Linked DNA regions of Mus musculus: all the other regions are linked to region 3. A link is a contact called in public Hi-C and promoter capture Hi-C data. All regions are on one chromosome and are shown on one strand. Each heading gives the region's core, a stretch centred on a gene start, on an enhancer-like site or on the middle of the called end of the contact. The rest is flanking DNA. Distances are from core to core; before and after follow the strand shown.

Evidence for each region. Promoter capture Hi-C pulls out the DNA fragments that hold promoters and counts their contacts. A called contact is a pair of places that touch in the nucleus more often than the background predicts.
Region 1: a promoter capture Hi-C map of hippocampal neurons shows a contact between it and region 3, with 3 times the contacts expected there. The contact joins the promoter of Celf1 here to the promoter of Agbl2 in region 3. A contact is called at or near these places in 2 of 39 promoter capture datasets (embryonic stem cells and hippocampal neurons), 1 of 484 Hi-C or Micro-C datasets (embryonic stem cells), 2 of 115 datasets of contacts at active chromatin or transcription factors (embryonic stem cells and memory CD8 T cells) and 2 of 9 other capture datasets (adipose tissue and macrophages).
Region 2: a contact with region 3 is called in a Hi-C map of cerebellum, with 1.6 times the contacts expected there. The contact joins the enhancer-like site here to the promoter of Agbl2 in region 3. A contact is called at or near these places in 4 of 39 promoter capture datasets (the 3T3-L1 cell line, hippocampal neurons and liver), 13 of 484 Hi-C or Micro-C datasets (the G1E-ER4 cell line, Th1 cells, cardiomyocytes and 7 more), 2 of 115 datasets of contacts at active chromatin or transcription factors (embryonic stem cells and extraembryonic endoderm stem cells) and 4 of 9 other capture datasets (adipose tissue, embryonic stem cells, liver and 1 more).

The regions. Positions count from the first base shown.
Region 1 is chr2:90,938,737-90,941,896 of GRCm38.p6, reverse strand. Celf1 (CUGBP, Elav-like family member 1) reads right to left here and starts at 1,500. Exons shown (of 14, transcript NM_198683.2): 1 at 1,256-1,500.
Region 2 is chr2:91,016,662-91,019,846 of GRCm38.p6, reverse strand. It overlaps Celf1 (CUGBP, Elav-like family member 1), which reads right to left. Exons shown (of 14, transcript NM_198683.2): 14 at 350-3,185. Among named protein-coding and RNA genes, the nearest start is that of Gm13777, 13 kb to the left of the region's middle. Within about 2 kb of position 1,271, at least 23 of the 459 cell types and tissues checked have an H3K27ac peak or open chromatin away from gene starts, as enhancers often do. A contact at or near this core is called in adipose tissue, cerebellum and cortical neurons, where this site is marked.
Region 3 is chr2:90,780,903-90,784,122 of GRCm38.p6, reverse strand. It overlaps Agbl2 (ATP/GTP binding protein-like 2), which reads right to left and starts at 1,396. Exons shown (of 18, transcript NM_178755.4): 1 at 1,363-1,396; 2 at 450-547; 3 at 1-137. The coding sequence starts at 97. It overlaps Fnbp4 (formin binding protein 4), which reads right to left. Exons shown (of 17, transcript NM_018828.3): 17 at 3,102-3,220.

The DNA of each region.
Region 1 (3,160 bases), core at 251-2,750, 160 kb before region 3:
AGCTTTGCTTTACCATAAGCATGGCTTTCAATCCTCCCTAGGTCATGATCAGAAACCACACTCTCAGGCAATAAAACTACTAATATAAAAACTAGTATAGAGAGAAAAAAAAAATCAGTGCCGTTGCAGTTGGTCCATTCTAACCTCCATGATTTTCCAAGTACACTTGTTAATGCCAAAACCAAAAAGAACTCTAAGCAATTCCATCTGAAGACACCGTCATTCTAAGGATCTAAAAAGAAACAAACTGGAAAAAGTGAAAAAGTGCAATTCAAACCTCTTCAACTCAGAGACTAGAAGACAGAGAAGAGATCTTTTAAAGGTTAAGTTCCTTTTAAGTGTGTGCAAAGGGTGTTTGTAACCTCCTAACAATGCAGACATTATCAACAGAGTCTATGCTCTTTAAAACTGTTCAACAGCTTTTATATACAGCATTAACTCTGAGCACCAGAAAGAGATTCTGTTGTGCTAAACCAAGCTCTGACCAAAATCTCACACTTTCTCCCCGGAATCAGTCTCTAAACCAATGAGAAGCTCCTTAAAAAGCATATGCAATGGTCGGAGAAAATTAAAACAACATCCTGTCAGAACCACCACAACCGAGACACCACTACCGACTTTAAATCCAAAGCCTGGGACCTAGCGAAGAAGGCACCCTCCAGAGCCGTCCCCGCTCCTGGGTGCGAGATTCGAGCCCTGCTACTAGGCCTTGACTGGGCGAGCGAGCACCTGATGTGGGGGGTAGGGCGAGCCAAAGCGGCCCCAGGGCGAGAACTGCAAGAGCTCCGGAGGATCGAGAGGAGCGCTGCCTTCTAGGGGCGGGAATCTAGGACACCCCCGGGGGTGGGCACGAAGAACACGTGGGGCGACAGGGTCAGGGAAGCGGCGTCTCGGGTAGACAGCCGCGATCTCGCCCAGCGGACCCGGAGAGGAGGACTCGGGTGCGGTGCAGGAAGCAAGCCCTCGGGGCCGGGAGAGTGGAGGCAAAGGGCAAGGGAGCCGGGGCCAGGCCACGAGGAGGGCGGGTCTCCCTGGGAGCAGGGGCACGCGCCGGGCGGACGCGAATGGGCCCCCGAGTCCCGAGCAGTCCGCGGCCTGGTCCCCGGGGTGCGGGGAAGCGGGAGCGACCGCACCCGGAGGGCCCTGTGACCCGTAGCCGCCCGAACCTGACCCGCCCCGCGGCGCCTCCCTCCAGCCTCCCTCTCTTTCCCTCCCTTCATCCCGCGGCCCGTTATCCTGCGGCCGCCGCACTCACCAGCGGCTGCACCTGAGCCCGCCGCTGCCTCAGCTGCTGCCTTGCTCCTCCGCAGCCGCCGCTGCCTCGCTGCTGAGGCCGAATCCCGGGGGAGCCTCCGCGTCCCGCCGCCGCCGCCGCCTCTGCCGCTGCCGCTGCCGCCAGAGCAGAACACCCCAAAATGGCGGCACTTCCGGCACCTACCACCGGCGGGGAGGGCCGCCGCGGAGGGGGCGGGCGGCGAAGGGGAACGTACCACCGCGGCGCCGCCCGCCAGCGCCGAGCCGAGCCGAGCGCCGCGCAGGGGCGGGCGGAGGGCCGGCGCTGCAGCGCCCCCTCCGGCCGGGGAGTGAAGGAGCAGTCGCTCTGAAACCCTGGGGGCCGCGGGCGGAGCCCTCAGCCCTGGGAGCTGTAGGGGTGCATCTCTTTGTCTCAGAGCTGCACTGGAGGGAAGACCCCGGCCTGGGAATCTGAAGTTCTTGCCTCTGCGCACCGCACTAGCTGCACCTCTGGCGGGCAAGCAACGCAGCTTGGCAATGAAAAATACACATAATAAATATCGAATGAATGAATGAATGAATGAATGAATGAATGAATGAATGAATGAATGATGGGTGCTTGGCTAACACTGGACGCAGGGCACACCCTTTCTTTTTGCACATCAGCATACAGACAACTGTATCCAGGCCTTCCTTCTGATGGAATGTGTGTTGCAAGCTTTCAGAGTTAGGGAAGTGCCTGTACAGAGATGTTCAACTGCATGCATGCGCAATCTGGCAAAAATCCCTGCGGCACCAGAAAGCTCTTAAGTATTCTATTAAGAGACTACCCAGTCCAAACCTACTCTTCTTGGGAAAAAAAATAACAATTAAAACACTTTTTACGAATCCAGCACCCCCTTTTAGGATTCGGTATTCCTAACCTGCATCTAGCTGGATTCACGCATTAAGTGTGTTGTTTATTACACAAAGTCAGTGAAATGTGAGACAATGAAATGCAGATTGAGAAAACTTAGTTCTGGGAGGTCAGGGCTCCATCAATTTACAAATTACTCATGAGTTGGCAATTATTTCTCTTTATCACTTAGCTTCCTAAAGCAAAATATATATCCACAAATGCCGGTTATACCCTACCCTACCCTACCACACTCACTAAGGCAGCCCCCACCCCTGCCCCAAGCAGCAGCCAAGAGTTTTCCCCTGTGCTAGAGGCACAAACAATCATGTAGATCAAAACAATTAGCCCCTAGGTTGTTCATTATCAAATTACCTAAATTGTACTGTAAAGCTTTGGTTGTTTTTTGTTTTTTTTTTTTTTTGTTTGTTTTGTTTTTTTGAGAGTTTCTCTGTGTAGCTCTGGCTGTCTTAGAACTCCCTCTTGTTACTGAGACTGACCTCAAACTCACTTGGTGATCCGCCTGCCTCTGCCTCCCCTAAATGCTGGGATTAAAGGCGTGTATCGCCACACCCGGCCTGTTCGTTCCAATTTTCAAATTGGTTTTCTACCTTCTTGTTGTTGATTGATGGGAATGGAGTTAGAGATGTAACTTGAATTAGTTGCATATAGATGGATACGTTAGGAAAAATTAGAGTGGTTATGAAAGATGGAACACTGGTATTTTTAACTAGTTCTTGAATAAGACTCTTGGCAAAAAAAATAACTGTTAGGAGAAAAAATTAGTCCTGCTGGTAATGGAAGATTTCTAAGAGTCGTTAGGGTTACTGCAGAGAATTTATTTCATTGGAGGGATAATGATGAAAATAATGTTTGCGTTGTTAGGGTCTGAGAATTTGGGAATAATCCACTATGAAAACCAAGTTTTGAGCCAGCAAAATGTTTCTTTATTCAACTTTATTCAAAGGCTGATATATCAGGGAGACGGCGGGGTTCAGGATCCAAAACTATGTCAGTCAGGGGCAGAACAGA
Region 2 (3,185 bases), core at 22-2,521, 240 kb before region 3:
AAGAGAAGGCCATGATCTAGGATTCACACAGGCCATCAGCTGTAATGGAAGAGGGAGGACAAATTAAAGCTACCAAAGTGTTTCAAGGTGTTTCCATATTATGGTTACTTTGTAGAATGCAGACATGTCACACAACTAGCATTCCAGAGAGAAACTGTCTTTTCCTTCGGGAGCTCTGTGTGACTTCAGCTGAATTATCAATAGGTTCTGTCAGCATGGAAGTCACCCACATCCCATCCCATCCCATCCCATCCCATCCCATCCCATCCCATCCCATCCCATCCCATCCCATCCCATCCCCTCCCCTCCCCCCCTTTCCCGGGCAATTGACAACGCAGAAGACAAACAGTTCTTCTCAAACAGTTTAATAGCAAATAAACAAAGGAAGGTACCACACTTGGCAGATACAAAATGACTTTTTGTCTGTGTGTCTGTGCAATTAAAACAGATTTAGGTTCCCCATTGGGACAAAAGGAAACACACACAAAAAGGAAGGAGAGTCCTTTTAAACACATACTCCCTTGCTCCAAACTTTTAACAACTTTTTCTTTTTTTAATCCACTACACAAACTGTGATTAGGTAAGAAAAGCGACACGGGCTCTTCTTGCCCTTTTTTTTTTTTAAAAACCATTAAAGCAAAATCCATAATTTTCTACAGAGTACAACACAAGTTCACACACAAAAGACATCTTTTATAAATCAAACAGGAAAAAAGGAAAGCTCAAACAAGGTCAAGAAAAGCATTTCTACGGCTGAATCACGACTTTGAGTTGATTGAATCCCGTTGTTGCTGCAGAACAGACTGTGCGTTTGGTCATAGTGGCAATTTTTTTCTCTTCACATTGTGAAATCACTTTACATTGTTTTCTAGTAGAAAAGGCAAAAAACTGTACAAAACCCCTAGTGTTAAATACAACGTTTGTACCAATAAAAAACTCACACAGGTTTGTCTCCAAAATGTAAAGTTTCTTTTTTTTTTCTTTTTAAATTATTCACAAAAAGCAGCTGGAAATCAGAAAGGCAGCTGCCGCTCCAGGGTCTCAAATCCATTAAAACCACTACGGAACAATTAAAACAATCAGAGAGAAAAGGAAAAGGAAACAATGTCCAACATTTGGCATTTGGTTTTATCCACAGGTTTTCCCAGAGCTCCTCTTGGAATCGAAAGCAAACTATATTGGCAAGCCCAGCTTCTCAGTACACAGGAAGGGGACCGCAGCACCTCCTGCCGACAGAGGCGCTCTGTGCAGTCAGACTGTGGGCACACAGCAGGCTCTCTCATGCTAGGCGCTGGCATCCTACCACCCCTTCCAGGACCTTAAGCAGCATACTTAAGTCCCCCACTTGGCTGCCATTTCTTCCTAGTAAGGTGGCCTCAAGCATAATATATTGGGCAACCTGTAGGGGTCCCAGAGCAGAAACTGTGCTGGAGTTCCTTCAACACCAGGCAGAGAGTGGATGATGCCAGACCGTGCTTCTCTCCCCACCCCCATCCTTTGCTGCACCTTGCCACCCTTTCCTGGACAACCTTGCTTCCACTTTCCCTCCCACCAGTGCTTAAGTCTCAGTGGGATCTGTCAAAAATCCTCCCTGCAGCCTCTGCTCTTCACAGATCCATCCCTGTCTACTCATTTCCTCTAGCCTCTCCTCCTCTATTCACATTCTTCCAAGTCCCCAAGACCCTGAGGCTGGATGGTGCTACAAGAGAAGAGGGTAAGTTTCCCTTAGGAAACCAAAGAACTGGCTGGCCTGGCACCCGGGAACAGTAGCTATCTGGCTCTTCACCCAATTTAAAAACAGTTTCTTGCCCTTACCCCAACTCTATTAGCTAAGTAAGAGCAGAGCCATAGTGAAGAGCCAGTGCGGGGTGGTTGGTGCCCAGAGCTGTAAACAGTGTGAAGACTGTAGTATTTATTGTGCTTGTCACCTAGGGAAAGCGCAGGCAGGCAGGTATATTGCCACTCAGTGCACCGATGGCCTCCTCTGGGTAATCAGAAGTACTGCCCGCCTGCCCTCCCTCCCTCCGTGATCTAGCCTTGATGCCCTAAGCATCCTGCCTACCCACAGCCACCTTTGGTTCTGCTTCTGCCTCTGGCCCCCTGTACTCCCTGAGCAGAGCAGCCAGCCTCCTGGATCCCCCACTGAGACCTGGAGGCCACCACAAAGAGTGACAGTCTAAGTGCACAGGCAAACACTCTAAGGGCAATAGAGGAGAAAGTTGCCACTTCAAAATAAAACGATACAATCTTGAGAAAAAAAATCAACCCCATAACAATTTAAAACATCTTCTTTGAAACCCCTTTAAATCAGTCAGTTTTTGCACAAACTATAGAAAACAGAGAGGTGAAGGTGATACATACGAAGGTGTGAAGAAACAGCAGGAAACATGCACAACTTGTTTTTTCTGGGCATAATCTTAGTAGGAAAGGAAAAATTCAAAACAAAAAGGCAAAAGAATACAAAACCCAAAAAAGTTGAAAGCATCACATTTTGCTGTGGAGACTGTAGGAAGAAGCACGGGTGTGAGCTGGCTGAGCCGAGGGGAGGGGAGGGGAAGAGGGACCCTAGGGCTTCCCTGCAGGGCTGCTTCAGGAAGAACCACAAAAGGAAAAGAAAAAAGGCTAGCTGGGGCCCAAACCTCAGCATTCAGTGAAAAGGGAATGGGGGTAAGGGTGTATTTCAGACATTTTTCTGCAGTTGAGAACTCAGAAAAACAAAAATTAATAACAACATGCGGTCTCCTCAAGCCCCAAAACTATGTCAGCAAAATGTGTTCAGGAGCCTCAAAGATTTTAGTGACATCTTTTATTTCATTGTTTATTTCAAAGTTGTCTTTAAAACTAAGCACACAGAGGAACAAAGCCTGGAAGCGGACTGGCTGTGTGTTCACAAGGATACAAACACCACACGGCATGTGCTAGTAGGGCTGCTCTGAGACAGTTACAAAGAATTGGAATCACAAAATCAAGTGGTTATCTTATGAAGTTCTAGAAAAATAGATTTTTTTTTATATTCAAATGCAAGTTTAAATATTTTCCCTTCAGCAGTCGTTCTAGCAAAACCAATTTGGCAGCACAAAAGGGAAAAAAAAAAAAGAAAGAAAAAAGAAAAAACAAAGAAAGAAACAAACATAATAAAATACACATCAGCATCAAAGGTCAACACAAGGTCAAAGGTGAGAGTT
Region 3 (3,220 bases), core at 147-2,646:
TGAAATATCCATAATACTGGAGGTGATGGTGAATAAAGTCCTCATAGGGATCAGGAAGAGTCTGTGAAAGAAAAGCCATCTCAAGCAGGACATTCATTCAGATGACACTGACTTCTTAACCAAAAGCACCAAACACGCTGCATAGGATACGGGAACAAAACAAGCAAACGCCAGGCAAATAGTGAATTATTCTATTTTGGGAATCATAATCTCCAACAGGTCTGGTGGCAAACACTAGTACTCCCAGCACCAGGGAAGCAGAGGTAGGAGGAGAACTCAAGTTCAAGGGTAGTCCGGGCAACAGAGTGAGTTCCATGCCAACCGGGGCTAAAAAGCCCATCCTTCCGCCGCCCCAAATATACCTCCAGCTGGACCAGCATGCCACCACAGTGAACCTTCTGACCTTGGATTGGGTTTCTGCGAAGTTATCGGAAAAAGAGTGTACCAACCTCCGGCTTTAGTTCTGTTTCCAACGCCGGGAACATGTTACTGCCGCATAGTATGATGTAGGCGAGTTAGTAGCACCGTACCCAGCTGCAATATCTGCCTGATTTCCAAACAGCTGATTACACAGAAGTTACAAATCCCCGTAGGAAAAGTGAAAAGAAACCTAACCAACCACCACCGCCAACAAATAACACCAAATCTGCAGACCCTGCCCTTTCACACCCACAACCACTCGGGGGTTAAACTCTTGCCAAGCCGGCGTCTTACGAAAGGAGAGGATGGTGGTTGCCAGCACACACCTGAGGAGCTGGGGCGCTCTGCGTGTCCCCACGCCTGGTCCACTAGATTCACCAGGAGCCTCATTGGCCCCATGCTTAGTTTACGCTGAGAACAGATGCCCAACACCAGGACGCCGCAGAAAAGGGAAAGGAACCGGGTTGGGGGCACGCGCAGAGTCGCCTCAGAGCAGTTGAAAAGGAAAGGTCAGGGGTCGGAAGCGAGAGCCCTGGAAACGTTCAGTTCTGAGCGCCCTGCCTCGGAGTGTGGACTGCCCAGAGGCAAGCCCAAGGAAGGACAGAGCAGAAGTTTCCACCGGAGCCCGCGGGGTGACACCGCGCTGCCTGGCTACCCCTTCCCCGCAGCTGGTCCCCAGGCCGGGTGGACGCTGCAGGAGCTTCTCCATCTCTCCACTCTCACTCTTTCTGCAGAGGCCAGCCTGGAGTCCTGTCCGTCCCAAAGCTCCTTGCCCCCTGCCCTCCTCGCCCTCTGCCCCCCTCTCCCCATTCCGCCCCCCCCCCCCGGCACTCTCCTCGCCCCCCTGCACTTCCTGTCCTCTCACTCCCTTCCTGCCTGGGATCCCCTGCTTGTCCCCTGCCAGCTAGGGCGCTCCTTCGCAGGCCCAGTCCCTCAGCTCACCTGCTGGAGTTTTCTGCGAGGACCCTGGGAGCCTAGCAACCGGGAGCCAGAAGCGGAAGGAGGGCAGGACCCCGCCCTCATCTGTAAGCTGCGAGCCTTGGGATGTCAGGCAACTTGCGTTTCACATTCCAACGGTTTACTGATTCAAATTTCATCTCAAACTTTACAGACACAGTCTGGGGACTGATGAGTAGAACAGTGCCGAGGGCCTTCATATTTCTACTTTCGGTAGTTGTAAAGGTAATTTACTTTGTTCAAGGGCCTGAAGCTTCTATTCCTTTGGGGGCTGGTGAGGGTTAGAACTGTATGTAGCAAGCAGCCAAGAGTTATTTAAAAAGAGCAGATACACTAGGAGAACACGAGGTCAGTCCTAGAGAGAAGGAATCAGGTTCATTCTAGTTTACTTCATTTCTTCTCCCTTTGACAAACGTAAAATGTCCTTCCCCCATCCCTGCCTTGTCTTGATTTGGTTTAAAATAGTAATTATTCCTTTTTAAAAAAATGTGTGTGTGTGTGTGTGTGTGTGTGTTCACCTGGAGGCTAGGTTTCAGATCCCTAGGGAGCTAGTTACCTGCAGTTGTGAGCTGTTTGAATTGCTAAGTGGGTGCTGCTCAAAGAGCAAGTGCTTTTAGCCCCTGAACAACCTCACCAGCCGCCTCCCCTTCACTCTTGTTTGCATGTGCAGGATGAGCAGGGGAACATGTGTACACTTTATGGAGTCAGTTCTTCCCTTCTGCCTTTGCATGAGTTTCAAGTGCCAGGCAAACACAAACCTTCTAGACTATCTAGCCAGCCTTGTTTTTTTTTTTTTAAAGATTTATTTATTATTATATGTAAGTCAGACACTCCAGAAGAGGGAGTCAGATCTCGTTACGGATGGTTGTGAGCCACCATGTGGTTGCTGGGATTTGAACTCTGGACCTTCGGAAGAGCAGTCGGGTGCTCTTACCCACTGAGCCATCTCACCAGCCCCCCAGCCTTGATTTTTAAACATTGTTTTAATCCGTGTGCTTGTTGTGAGTGCAGGTGCCCGCCCACTGAGGTCAGAGGTCTCCCTAGAGTGGGAGACCCGATGTGGTCTTGTGGACGCTGGAAACCAAATTTGGATCATCTGGAAGAGCTTTCAGAGCTGAGCCCCACTGTTACTTGAGACTTGTTCAAGGACTTGTGTGAGTCTCCATCGACTAAATGACCCTATTGTCTAAAAGTAAAGATGTGCTATTTTAAGGGCAAACCTCAGAGCTGAAGAGATGACTCAGAGGCAAAGAGCACTGGCTGCACTTCCTGAATTCAAATCCTAGCATCCACCTGGTGCCTCACAACTATAGTCCTATGGGATCCCTCTTCTGGTGTAGATAGATGTATATGCAGACAAAACATCCATATATGTAAAGAAATCTTTAACAAAAAGTTAAAGAGTAATTGACTCATAAAAGCTGGGCCCACAATCCCTCAATTAAGCTGGGACAGGCCAGATTAGTACTCTAGAGAGAACGCCCTCCTCCCAACTGCTCTGCACTGTTATCAGATCTTTATTCTCTACCTTCTAGATATAATGGGGAAAAAAATCTTCTACACCAAAACACTAGTTAGCAAAACTAGTTATAAGCAAAGGTGGCAAGTGAGTGAGACCACCCAAAAGCTGGCCCACCCGACTCATGCATAGGGACACTGAGGAGGCTGCTGCTGCTCTCCAGCAATTCCTACCAGCATGGAAAACTGCTAATCAAGACAAAAGCTTTAACAGCTATTTGATAATCTTTATTTGTAGAAATTTACTCTATGCAAATTACAAAACAATTTTATGTACAAAATGGGCATCCCAACAGCGCATGATAAATAAAATCTAATACACTGT